3 separate regions of the Zea mays genome follow, and all the other regions are linked to region 2. A link is a contact called in public Hi-C data. All regions are on one chromosome and are shown on one strand. Each heading gives the region's core, a stretch centred on a gene start, on an enhancer-like site or on the middle of the called end of the contact. The rest is flanking DNA. Distances are from core to core; before and after follow the strand shown. Region 1 holds the start of LOC100278084. Region 2 holds the start of LOC100284569 (metal tolerance protein C3). Region 3 holds the start of LOC100382048.

The links. Hi-C and Micro-C count contacts between places; a contact is called where the count stands out from the background.
Region 1: a Hi-C map of bundle sheath shows a contact between it and region 2, with 5 times the contacts expected there. The contact joins the promoter of LOC100278084 here to the promoter of LOC100284569 in region 2. A contact is called at or near these places in 3 of 25 Hi-C or Micro-C datasets (bundle sheath, ear and leaf).
Region 3: a contact with region 2 is called in a Hi-C map of leaf, with 7 times the contacts expected there. The contact joins the promoter of LOC100382048 here to the promoter of LOC100284569 in region 2. A contact is called at or near these places in 2 of 25 Hi-C or Micro-C datasets (ear and leaf).

Annotation. Positions count from the first base shown.
Region 1 is chr3:22,626,910-22,630,734 of Zm-B73-REFERENCE-NAM-5.0, reverse strand. LOC100278084 reads left to right here and starts at 1,672. Exons shown (of 1, transcript NM_001151477.2): 1 at 1,672-2,544. The coding sequence starts at 1,846. The coding sequence ends at 2,403.
Region 2 is chr3:23,047,976-23,051,697 of Zm-B73-REFERENCE-NAM-5.0, reverse strand. LOC100284569 (metal tolerance protein C3) reads right to left here and starts at 2,276. Exons shown (of 6, transcript NM_001157464.1): 1 at 2,016-2,276. The coding sequence starts at 2,154.
Region 3 is chr3:23,430,720-23,434,333 of Zm-B73-REFERENCE-NAM-5.0, reverse strand. LOC100382048 reads right to left here and starts at 2,074. Exons shown (of 10, transcript NM_001394902.1): 1 at 1,521-2,074; 2 at 1,029-1,166. The coding sequence starts at 1,979.

The DNA.
Region 1 (3,825 bases), core at 423-2,922, 420 kb after region 2:
CCACGATTCGTTATCCCGCGCCTCTCCCGGTTACTTAGATGTATTCGCAAAAGTGCCCCTAGCCGGGTCAATTCGTGTGGCCCACCCCGTTTTGCGCCGCGCACCCCGGGAGAAGCCGGGCCTCGCAGATGCTCGGGACGGTTGGGTCACATGCTTGGTGTGCCTGCTTTGCTTCGGAGCGTGGCCTTTGTCCCTAAATAAATAAAAAGGGTGGTTGGGCGCACCGTACATTCGGGTCGACCGGGTCGGGTTGGCTTGGCTCCCGGTCCCCGGAACTGCGGTCATTCATTGCGTACGGCGCGCGTCGAATCTCAAGGCACAGCCCTTCCCAAATGCAGAATTTACAGGAATGGAACCGATATGCACTTTTCCCCTTAGTAGTAGCTATATAATTCTTTAGTTTATAAATTTTGTTATTGAGTAGTGCTATATGCGTAGCAGTGCATGCGGCGACAAAAAAAAGAAAATGAAATTAATAATGAAATTCTGTGAGGTTCAGAACCAACATCTTTTCACCCAGTTATTATTGTCCGCACCGAGCAGGCACGCCCTCGAAATCTTTTTCCAGATGGGAGAGAATAAACCTTTTTTTTAAAAAATATAGCTGGGTCCAACTCGTCGGCCTGACTAAAAAGAGACCCGCCGCCCGGGATAAAGATCGCCACTGACCAGTACAGCCAGCCAGACACACAGGTGGCTTTTCAAAGGTTTTAAAAAAAAGCAGTGCCAGAAATATCGAAGGGGGGAGACTGACTGGACCGCTGCAGGCCGTCGCCGTTCAACCACCACACACGCCCCAATCCACCCATCCAGTCCAGGGCGTGGACAAATAAAAGCAGGCAGGCAGGCGCGCGCGGACGGAGACGCGGCCACGCCCACGCACTTCCAGATGGGATGGCAAGCCTCACGCAGGCAGGCAGCCAGACACGCACACATCCCCGTCCATGCCATTTTTTAAATTCATTTAGGCCTTGTTCGTTTCCATCGGATTGCACCCGGAATAATTCCAGCTAATCAAAGTTTATATAAATTAGAGAACCAATCCGGTCAGGAATCGTTCCGACCCACCAATCCGATAGAAACGAACAAGGCCTTACAAGGTTTCAAAATATCAGAAATCACTCATAGGTAACGGAAATATAACTGCAACTTGGGCCGGTCTGTATTCAATTGAATCTATACGCAGCCACACGTTCAGGTTTGAAGAATTATACTCAACAAGCACTGCCGTCACCTACCAGCAAAGGCACAAAAGCAGGCGAGAGAAAATAGGCAACCGAACAAAAATGCACTTCTGAGGTCTGACGCCAGCGGGGCGAGAGTGCTGGCTGGAAGCCTGGAACACGAGACTCGACTACTCGAGCGGTCGTCCATGGTATGGTGCCTGCTCTGGTTATTCGCATCAACGGGCCGCCACGGGAGCGTGTGGACAATACCTCTGGCACCCGACGAAACTCTCAAACTACACCGCCCGCCCGCCAGCTCCGGGAGGTACCTGAGCTGATAACTATAGACCTCGATGCACCACCGCACTGGCGACCAAACCAAAACCGCCCGAGCAAACTTTTTTCCGGAAACCCCCCTGCGAGAAACGTCGTCCGCAGAGCCGCCCACCGCGTGCAACGCTATATAAGGTGGCCCCGAACTCGGCGACGCTGCGCACAACACCTCGCTTTTTGTACTCTTCCGTCTTTGCCCTCGCGTTAACGCGCTCGTCTCGCCTGGCCTAGCTAGCTGCCTGCCTTGGCTTGCTTGCTACGTCGTGTACTATACACAGCGAGAGGAAGGAGGAGCAAGAAAAGAAAGAAAAGAGAGAGAGTCGCTTCCTTTCCTCCAACTTATTCCATGGAGACCTCTTCTCACAAGCGGGCGCGGGAGGCGGTCGACCTCGCCGCCGCCGCCGGAGAGGCCGTGTGGCCGGAGGCCGACGCCAAGAGGCTGCGGCCGCAGGACCTGCTCGACATGCTCGACGACGACACCGAAGCGGCGGCCGCCGGCGACCTGGCGTCCGTCATGCGGAGCCTGGAGGAGGAGATAGCCAGCTTCGACGAGGCCGCGGAGGCGGCGCCGTCGCAGCAGCCGGAGCTGGGGTTCCTGCTCGAGGCCTCGGACGACGAGCTGGGGCTGCCGCCGGCGGGATCCGCCGCCGCCGCCTCTTCGGAGGAGGCCGGCCTCGCCGGCCCGCCGGAGCCCGCCGCCGCGCTCTACGGCCAGATCTGGGGCTTCGACGACGAGATCGACGGAGGCTTCGGTGGCTACTCGCCCGAGGCTGCCGCCGCGGCCGCCGCCGCCGCCGCGTGGGACGACGACGTCTTCGGCGCCGGCCTGTTCGCGTTCGGCGACGACGCGTGCGCGCCGTCGGATCTCGCGGCGCTGCGCCACGAGTCCATGCCCGCCGTCTGATGACGCGTCCCCCGTGCGTGCGGCCGCACCCAGGGGATTAGCCCCTATCTTTTTTTCTCGTTTTTATTTTTACCTTTTGGCTAACCTGAATGTAAAGTTTCTTAGGAGGGTTAAAACAGAGCCGTGCAAAACTTGGGAAGATAAGATTTCAGATAGGCGGAAGGTTCTGGAAATGGCCTCCCTTTTTTTTGTTTGCCCTCGGAATCTACCTCTCGCTTAATAGAAAAAGAAAATAAGAGGAAGCGAGTACATACATAAAGCTATTAAAATAAAAATAATAAACAGTGAAGCAAAAGACAGATGCCGACAAGTTTTCAAAAAACAGATGGAGGTGGGCGATTATACTGAGAGGAAAAAAATAATGTTTTCATGAATTGTTATCTGGAAAAAATACTTGCAAGGATCCAGCACTCCAAATTGGAATTGGAAGAGTCCGCGAATTTTCGCAACCTTTTAGACGGGGAAGAATAATTCTGGCTGCTACGGTTGACCATGAGCAGGAAACTGTTTTACATTTGCCTGGGAACGAGATTAAGTTAAGGGCATGTACAGTGGTATTTAATGTGGGAGCTCTTAAGGTGTTTTAGGGGGTTATTTGCAAAAAAATCTTAGAGCCGTCTCTCCGTGAAGAGACGCCTCTGGCTCGTAAACCAAGTAACAACAGACGCCTCACTTCCCACTATACAAATTTGTCGTCTGTTCTATCGATCTGATGCTATATAAATACATTTAATTCTGTATTTATTAATAAACTACGTTTATAGACACTCCATTGTACAATATAGTCTCTTAGTTGTCTCCTGTGCTTGGAGAACCGTTTTGGTGTCTCTCCACTGTACATGCCCTAACAGGGAAAAGACCGTGAGCCACCGGCTCGCAGGACTAGCCGTTCGCCGTTGTTGTGAGGTAGTCGCTGCGCACACAGGAAACGTTGTCCGGGAACAGCTGTGGCGTGGAGCACTGCCGTGTGCCCGTGTCCCTACTCCTAAGTCTTAACTGAACCTGACGTTTCCTCATTTTCTTATCGTCAGTTTATTGGGAAGACTTTTACCAAGCTATAGTTCATTTCATGATGTCAGGGAAGTATTTTAAAGACTGAGTATGGTCTTGGCACCAAGATCATCTGCAAGAGGCTAGCTAAGGCTAGCTAAATGACTCGTCAAGCCAAATTTTGGTAAATCAACATCAAAATAAATCTCCAACAGACTAGCTATCTGACTTTCAAATTAGCTCTCTCACTAACCAAACTTGACTAGTCACCTAACTAGCCAAAATAGATAGATAGTATGTTGGAGTTAAATGCTATATAAAAAGTGTAGTCTTTATAAAAAGATAAATAGATATTCAAATATAGATTAAAAAATAAAGAGTATCTCTTGGAGGTGCTCTAATACCAGTTTTATGTTTCATCTATCATCTATG
Region 2 (3,722 bases), core at 1,027-3,526:
ATTCACTCTCTTCCCTACGTGGATTGAAATTGTAGATAAGACGAGAATAGTTAGCGACGAGCAAATAGATAGAAGATTTCACGTATTCCAAGAAAATAAGTGTATTACGTGTAGGACCAAGTACTAGTGGTGAGTTAAATTACTATTTTTATTATTCTCCGAGCTCCACATCAGCTAGCTATTTGAGACAACCATTGCGGACGCCCTTATAAAGGTGTCCCCAATAGCTAGCTATTTCACTAGTTAGATCCACTCTCGCTCTACATCAGCTAGCTAGTTGAGATAGTCATTGCGGACGCCCTAATGTGAGGTTAGAGGGAATACGAGCGCGAGTAAAGTTTTTTTTTCTGAAGTCACATTAACTATACTTTGTTGCAAAGCAACGGGACGATAAGTACGTATCAGGACTTCGTGCACTCAGCAATACACGTTTCCATGGCTGAATAGTCCAGCTGCATGAAAGCTTTCAGTATTTTATACGGATCAGTCCTTGACTCCTAGCATCTTTTACCAGCACGAAACGTGAATCATCAGAGGGCGTGCTGTGTACTACGTACGTACGTGGATCATCACAGGCAGAGCAGGCCAAAAACTTTCTTCTTCTTCCTTCGTTTGAAACGAAGGCCAAAACAGTTGTTGTCGTTCGTTTGTATATATTTATTTATGCCAACAGAGTGGCAGTAGCGCGATTGGACTTGTCCAAGCGACGACGTCGCCTTGTGATTGTCGTCAAGCTCAAAAGGAACGTTCCCGCATAGATGCCCTCGACCGTGTCCACGACAAGACCGAGACTAGCTAGGCTTCAACCGAAACGCCTTCCAGTCTGGAACAACGAACGAACTAGGGTACGTAAGCACATGCAGTTACTGGACTGTTTTTTTTTAACTACGCTTCACTCTAAGTCTTACTCTACTCTGATTAAGACTACTTTCTCGAGACAGAATTCGTGCAAACATGCATGCATGGAGGTTGCTATCGAACTATTTTTTATTATTATTTTGCAACTACATTTCTATTTAATACTTACAATTTGCTGCGCCGCGCGCGATGTTGCAATGCATACGATATATAGTGTGAGTTGAAACTGTAGGGTTTTGCTTGCACTTAATACTGTAGCAGAACGATGTTTGTTGGGGTTATTTTTTATAGCTGATAGTCACGGATATGGTACAATCTGCAATTATTTCATTAGCATCAATGTTCTTTTGCTTTTGTCTGTTTGATAATTATGTTTTGATCTATACTACGTACTGCAATTCATGAGTTTCTGATCGAGTTCAATATGAAAGTATGATATGCACTTGTTTCGATCATTAATTATAGCACTGGTATTTCTTGATTTTTCTCTTTTTAGAAGCTATGTTTTGTTCTATACTTCAGTTCTGTATTTTCTAAGTTGTAATTACTGTATGATGTGCACTGTTACGCCATTCATTACAGCATCAAAGTTCTTCGTAATTCACGTGTTTTCTACCAAAACGCTAGCTAGTTTTTTTTTCACCAGAAAATGTGCTAGCTCGAGGAAACCAATACGGGCCATTGCCTTCGTGACAGCAATTTGAATACACTAGAAGTATGTAACTATCGCCACTTCGGTACTTTGCAATAAGTGTGTGCAAGCAGCATGCAGCAGCGCCATGCAGAGGACGAAAAAAAAAGATGATTAAAAGGTCCATACAATTATAGGGTCCACATGGGACTCCACTAAGCACCGCTTTTGTTTGTTGCTGTTATATCATCGTGGTTGGTTTGCCATGGCGATCTTTTTCGTTCGGGTGGTATTATCTTGGAGTTAACTATATAATCTAAGATCACTAAAAAGAGGCAAAAAAAAAATCGTGCCTAGTAGTACTCTTAGCAGTTTCCGCCGCCAATCAGGTCGTATCAGTTACCACAAAACCCGCAGCGGAGTTGCATGTGTATAGCAAATGGAAAGGAAAAAAAAACAAGAGACACGATTGATCTGCACTTCTGCAGGATCTCGGATCGAGTTGGACGGAGGTGCCCGTACGTACCGTGGCTGCGGAGGAAGACCCTGGCGACGAAGGGCGGCTCCTTGGGCCGCTCCGGCATGTGGAAGTCGCTGACGTTGAGCCGCCACGACGCCGTCGGCCCCGCCCTCAGCCCCTCATTGTGGTCGTCGTCGTCGCCCATGCCGCCGGCCAGAGGATCCGATCGAGGGTAGATTCGTCGGATGAAGGAATGGGGACTAGCGCGGCCAGAGAGTCGGCGCAACCACAGGATCGGACGGCGGCAGGACAGTGGGGGAGAACGGTGTGGTGGGGGTGTTTTATATATAGATGAGCAGTTATGGTGGTGGTCGTGGTGGTGGCGGCCACACTCCCGCACAGATCAGATGACTAGATCAGAGATTGAGAGCGCATGCACAACGGCAGGTGGCTGGGACGGCGAGGTGCGCGCCGGCCGCGCGCGCGTACGTCGCCTCGTCCGTTGTTGCTTTCCACACGACCCTTGTGTTGAACATATCTGGTATAAACCAACTCCTCCGTGCAATTATAAAACTTCTAATTTAGGTCACATGATATTAATCGCTACAGGGGCTTGATAATTTTACACGTAACTATCCACTGCTAATCACATTTTTTTAAATCTCCCCTCTCACACCCCCGCACGCCCCCTTATCAGAATCATGTGATTTAAATTAGAAGTTTGCACTATATATATTTACACGGAGGGGTTAGTTTGCACTATATAGATTCTCTTCTTTTATCCGAGAGATCGAGCGCGGATGTGAGAGGCTGGGCAGGGGGAAGTGGCGCGGTTGGGGGTCGTGACGGCTTGAAAGATTTGGTGCATGCATGCCTCGCTTTTAAAAACTTGTGCGTTAGCGCCCGTCGAGTCACCTTTGTTGCACAGTCTTTAAAATTTGTCGAGTCACGACAGGGCTTGGGTCAGGTCAGCTCACTCCTCCATCAGCCGGCGGCGCGCGGTCAGGTCGCAGACTCCGGCCTAGCAGTAGCAGGCCATGTCTGCATGCGGTGCGGGCACGGGGACACTGACAAGACGACACGGCGGTAGAGCGGTACACGTTGGAGTGGCCGACGCGGCACACCCGAAGTGGGAGCTGATGCGGAGAGATGGGACTGTTGAGAACTACGTCACCACGGATCACCAGATCCGCTCCCTTCCCTCCCGTCAGCAGTAGAGGCGTAAGAAGCTGTAGAGTACCCGTCTCCCTTCCCATAAGCACGACAGAGAGCACACAAGACACATGATGTAGGGTTGGGCCTCTGGCATCTTTCTATTCTATGTATTATGAGGGGTGTACATGTTCCTTATATAGAGATGTGAGACCCCTCAGGGGCAAAGCAGGTATTTGCCCACATAACCCTAACTAGGGTTACTTAACACTCCCCCTTGGGCGAATACCGCGACCAACACATGCCTCGTTAAAACTCCGAAAAACCCAGTGGGAAAAATATGGAGAAAGAGTGCATGGTGATACAAATTGCATTTGCATTTTGTTGCCTCGTTAAAAACCTCATGTGAGAAACTTCAAGAAAACTCACCAAGGGAAAAAAGAGTACAACAACTGTCATCGGGACAGATTTCGATCCTTTGGGATCTAGATTCTATCGAATCTTCTACAAGGGCTAACTTTAGAAATGTGCTCCCCTGATCCTTGCAAAATCGTATCAATAAGGCAAAACATATTCTTCTGGAAGTATATGCACATAAAGATTCAGCAAACGGATTGCATA
Region 3 (3,614 bases), core at 825-3,324, 380 kb before region 2:
CAATCAGGACTCACGCATTCGGAGCGCCTACCTGCCACCATGCAGGGAACATGCATGTTACTGTAATAATAGGGTGGCCTCAATCACTTTCCTCAGTTGGTTATCTGAGTTTGTTAAGATACGACAAATGTGTCATAACGGTTTCCCAAACCGGAGACGTTAATGCATAGATATTCCAAATTTTAGCGCGAAACATAAAAACACAAATACATCACTACGTGCGGCTAAAGCACAGTAACGTAACATGAAAACATAAACCTCCAACAGGCAGCAATTGCGTCTAAGCATGAGCTGAAAAAAATTGATCACGTGCATATAAACCAGAGACGTTATTGCACAGATTCTCCAAATTTTGGCGCGAAACATAAATACCAAATGCATCACTACGTGCAGCTACAGCACAGTAACGTAACATTAAAACATAAACATCCAACAGGCAGCAATTGCGTCTAAGCATGAGCTGAAAAAAATGATCACATGCATATAAACCAGGGACGTTATTGCACGGATTCTCCAAATTTTGGCGCGAAACATAAATACCAAATACATCACTACGTGCAGCTACAGCACAATAACATAACATTAAAACATAAACCTCCAATCAACAGCAATTGCGTCTAAGCATGAGCTGAAAAAAATGATCACATGCATATAAACCAGAGACGTTATTGCACGGATTCTCCAAATTTTAGTGTGAAACATAAATACCAAATACATCACTACGTGCGGCTACAGCACAATAACATAACATTAAAACATAAACCTCCAATCAACAGCAATTGCAACTAAGCACAATCTGGAAAAAAGTTTCGCATGCATAAAAAACCAAAGACCTTAATGCATGGATTTTCCTAATTTTGGAGTGAAACATAAATACCAAATGCATCACTACGTGCGCTACAGCACAGTAGAGTAACATTAAAAAAATAGACCTCCTACAGACAGCAATTGCATCTAAGCAGTCTGAAAAAAAATGATGACATGCATAAATAGATTCCAGAACAATATCTAGTGATATGATAACTCACATCAACCATCTTGGACACTGTTGATTCTTTGAACATCTTTGCCCATGGAAATTGAGATGCGCTCACAGCTGCAAATGCCCGGCCAAAGTAATCAGCAAACCTCATGAGCTGAATGTCCTGTTGATTCTCGTACGATGCCTGCACAGAACAAATAATCAGAATATACATACACAACAGAAAGTGTACCAACCTTTTGCAGGCTAATCCTAATACCAAAGCCCAGAGCTCCCCGAGATCCATCTTTACATCCTAAGATCCGACTTTCAGGCAAGGCAACAGTACTATATTGGATAGAATTTTGGTTCAACTTGATCCGAAACCCGGTACGTCCTAGCATTTCGTCGGAATTTCATCAATTCCAGCGAGATCCGTCGCTAAACCCTACCCAGATCCGATCCGTAAAAAGACAAAACCTTGATCCGGACCATCATCACAAGATCTCATTTTTTTAACAGGAATTCGACGGGGAGGAGAGGTTTGACGCGGCCTTACCGAGATCTCGAAGAGGTGCGCTGCGAGGTTCTCGGCGTCGATCAGGACGGCGGCCTCGGCGACCGTCACCTTCGGCTTCTTCACCTTGGGCTTCTTAGGCTTCTTGACCTCTCCCTCCTGGCGCGGGGCAGCGGCCTCGTCGGAGTCGTCGTCGTCGGAGTAGGCGGCGCCCGTGGCAACGGCGATCCGCGCGTCGTCGAGGTCGGCCGCCCTGGAGGCGAGCTGCTGCTGCAGCGCGCGGTGGCGCTCCTGGGAGCGCTTCTCGACGGCGTCGAAGACGCCGCCAGGCTTGCCGTTGGACTGCAGCGCCAGATCGGGCGCCGTGGTGCGGGGCGGCTGCGCCTGCTTGCGGTTGCGCTTGGGATACGACACCGTCTGCCAGCCGTGCGAGGGGTCGGAGGAGGCGGCCGCCGCCATGGAGGAGGAGGAGGAGGCGCCCGCGAGGTCGTCCATCGCCATAGCTGCCACGCGCGCGAGGAGGGGGAGGCGAGACTCCTCCTGGCTTTCGAGAGGCGACGAGCAGGAACAGGAAGGAAGAAAGCAGCTGTGAGAGAGACGAGGACGAGGGATGCGCAGGCGTGGCTGGATTTTATTGTGAACGGCGAGCCGAGGGTGCCGCGTGCGTCGCGTGCACTGCACCCCGTCTGTCCTCTCTCCGCCCCCGCTCCTCGCCGCTCTGGTCACTCACAACACACAGTCACACCTCCGTTTTTCCGTTTCCTCGCTGTCTCGGGCGTGATCTTGTGAGACTTCTTGGCTGCTATCTTTTCTTCTAGCTCGTTCTTTTCTCTGGTGCAGCTTTCCGGTTCTGTTTGTTTGGAAACAACTTCGGTGACGCTGACATGAGCTGGCCGTGGATATAGATGCGGTTCCGTCGACCATGGATGGGTACGTACAATTGCTTAAAAAAGCTGCCTGCTCTTCTTCACACTGTCGTACGAAGCTCATGAGTAGGGCTGTAAAAAAGCAGTTGTCCCAGATTAATTAAACTATATAATAAAGATGGATAATAGATAATTTTACTTAAAATGTTAAATGATGATTATATTTTTCACATTTAAATACTATTAAATTACTATATAATACAATATTATTTATCAAGATCCATCTCGCGAGGCAATTTCGAGCTAAGCCGAGCCTGAGCTCGTTGAATGAATGAGCCAAGCCGAGTCGAGTTTGGTCTGTCAACGAGTCAAGCCGAGCCGAGCCGATGTGAGGATCAAGAAGGGGATAGCTGATGAAGACTCGGTGGCGGGAAAGACAACTCGACTGAGGAGGCCCAATAGTCGAGTCTATGGGCCACAGTGGGGCCACATCGTGGGCTGCCCTAGAAGATGAACGGACGGTGAGAAATTACTCGTCGAATTTGTCGCTAGAGTTGGGTGTGAGGAAAATGGGTCTCGGACCATTTGGCTCAAAAGGTTTTGGTGTTTGATGATCAACATAACCTGTGAACTAATAAGTTTGCTAGCGTTTATAATTGTAGTTTACAGGATGCTAAAGTGACTTGGACTAAGGCATTGAGGAAAGCAACACATCAAATGAAGACATTATGAAGATCAACAAGTATCAAGCAAAGTCTAAGAAACGAAGAAAAGTGTTGTCACTGGTGGACTGTCAGGTCGAGGACACCAGACTGTCTGGTGCACCAGGGAATATTAGTCCAACGACTAGTTCCTAGTGGCACTGTGGAGGAGGGCCCAGACTGTCAGGTGCAAAGGCTGACAGCCAACGGTCGACTGACAGATCCAACGACTAGTGGTGCACCGGACAGGACACCGGACTGTCCGGTGCCTACCACAGGACTGTCTGGTGTGCCGCAGAAAGCTGCAGTTTTCCTCCAACGGCTATAATTGAGTTGGGGCCAATAAATACATCATCCAACCGACCATTTGAAGGTGTAAGAGCCCTAGCAACATACCAAGGCATATCGTATACATTTCCAAGTGCTCATACACCCAAATGCTTAATAGAATCACTCGGTGATTAACGTAGGTGCTTTGCGAAGTGCTTGGATTAGTTAGACCGCATTAGCGTTTGCTCTAGGTGAATCCTAGTTAGTTGAGTGAGTTTAGAAAAAACACACAACCCCTC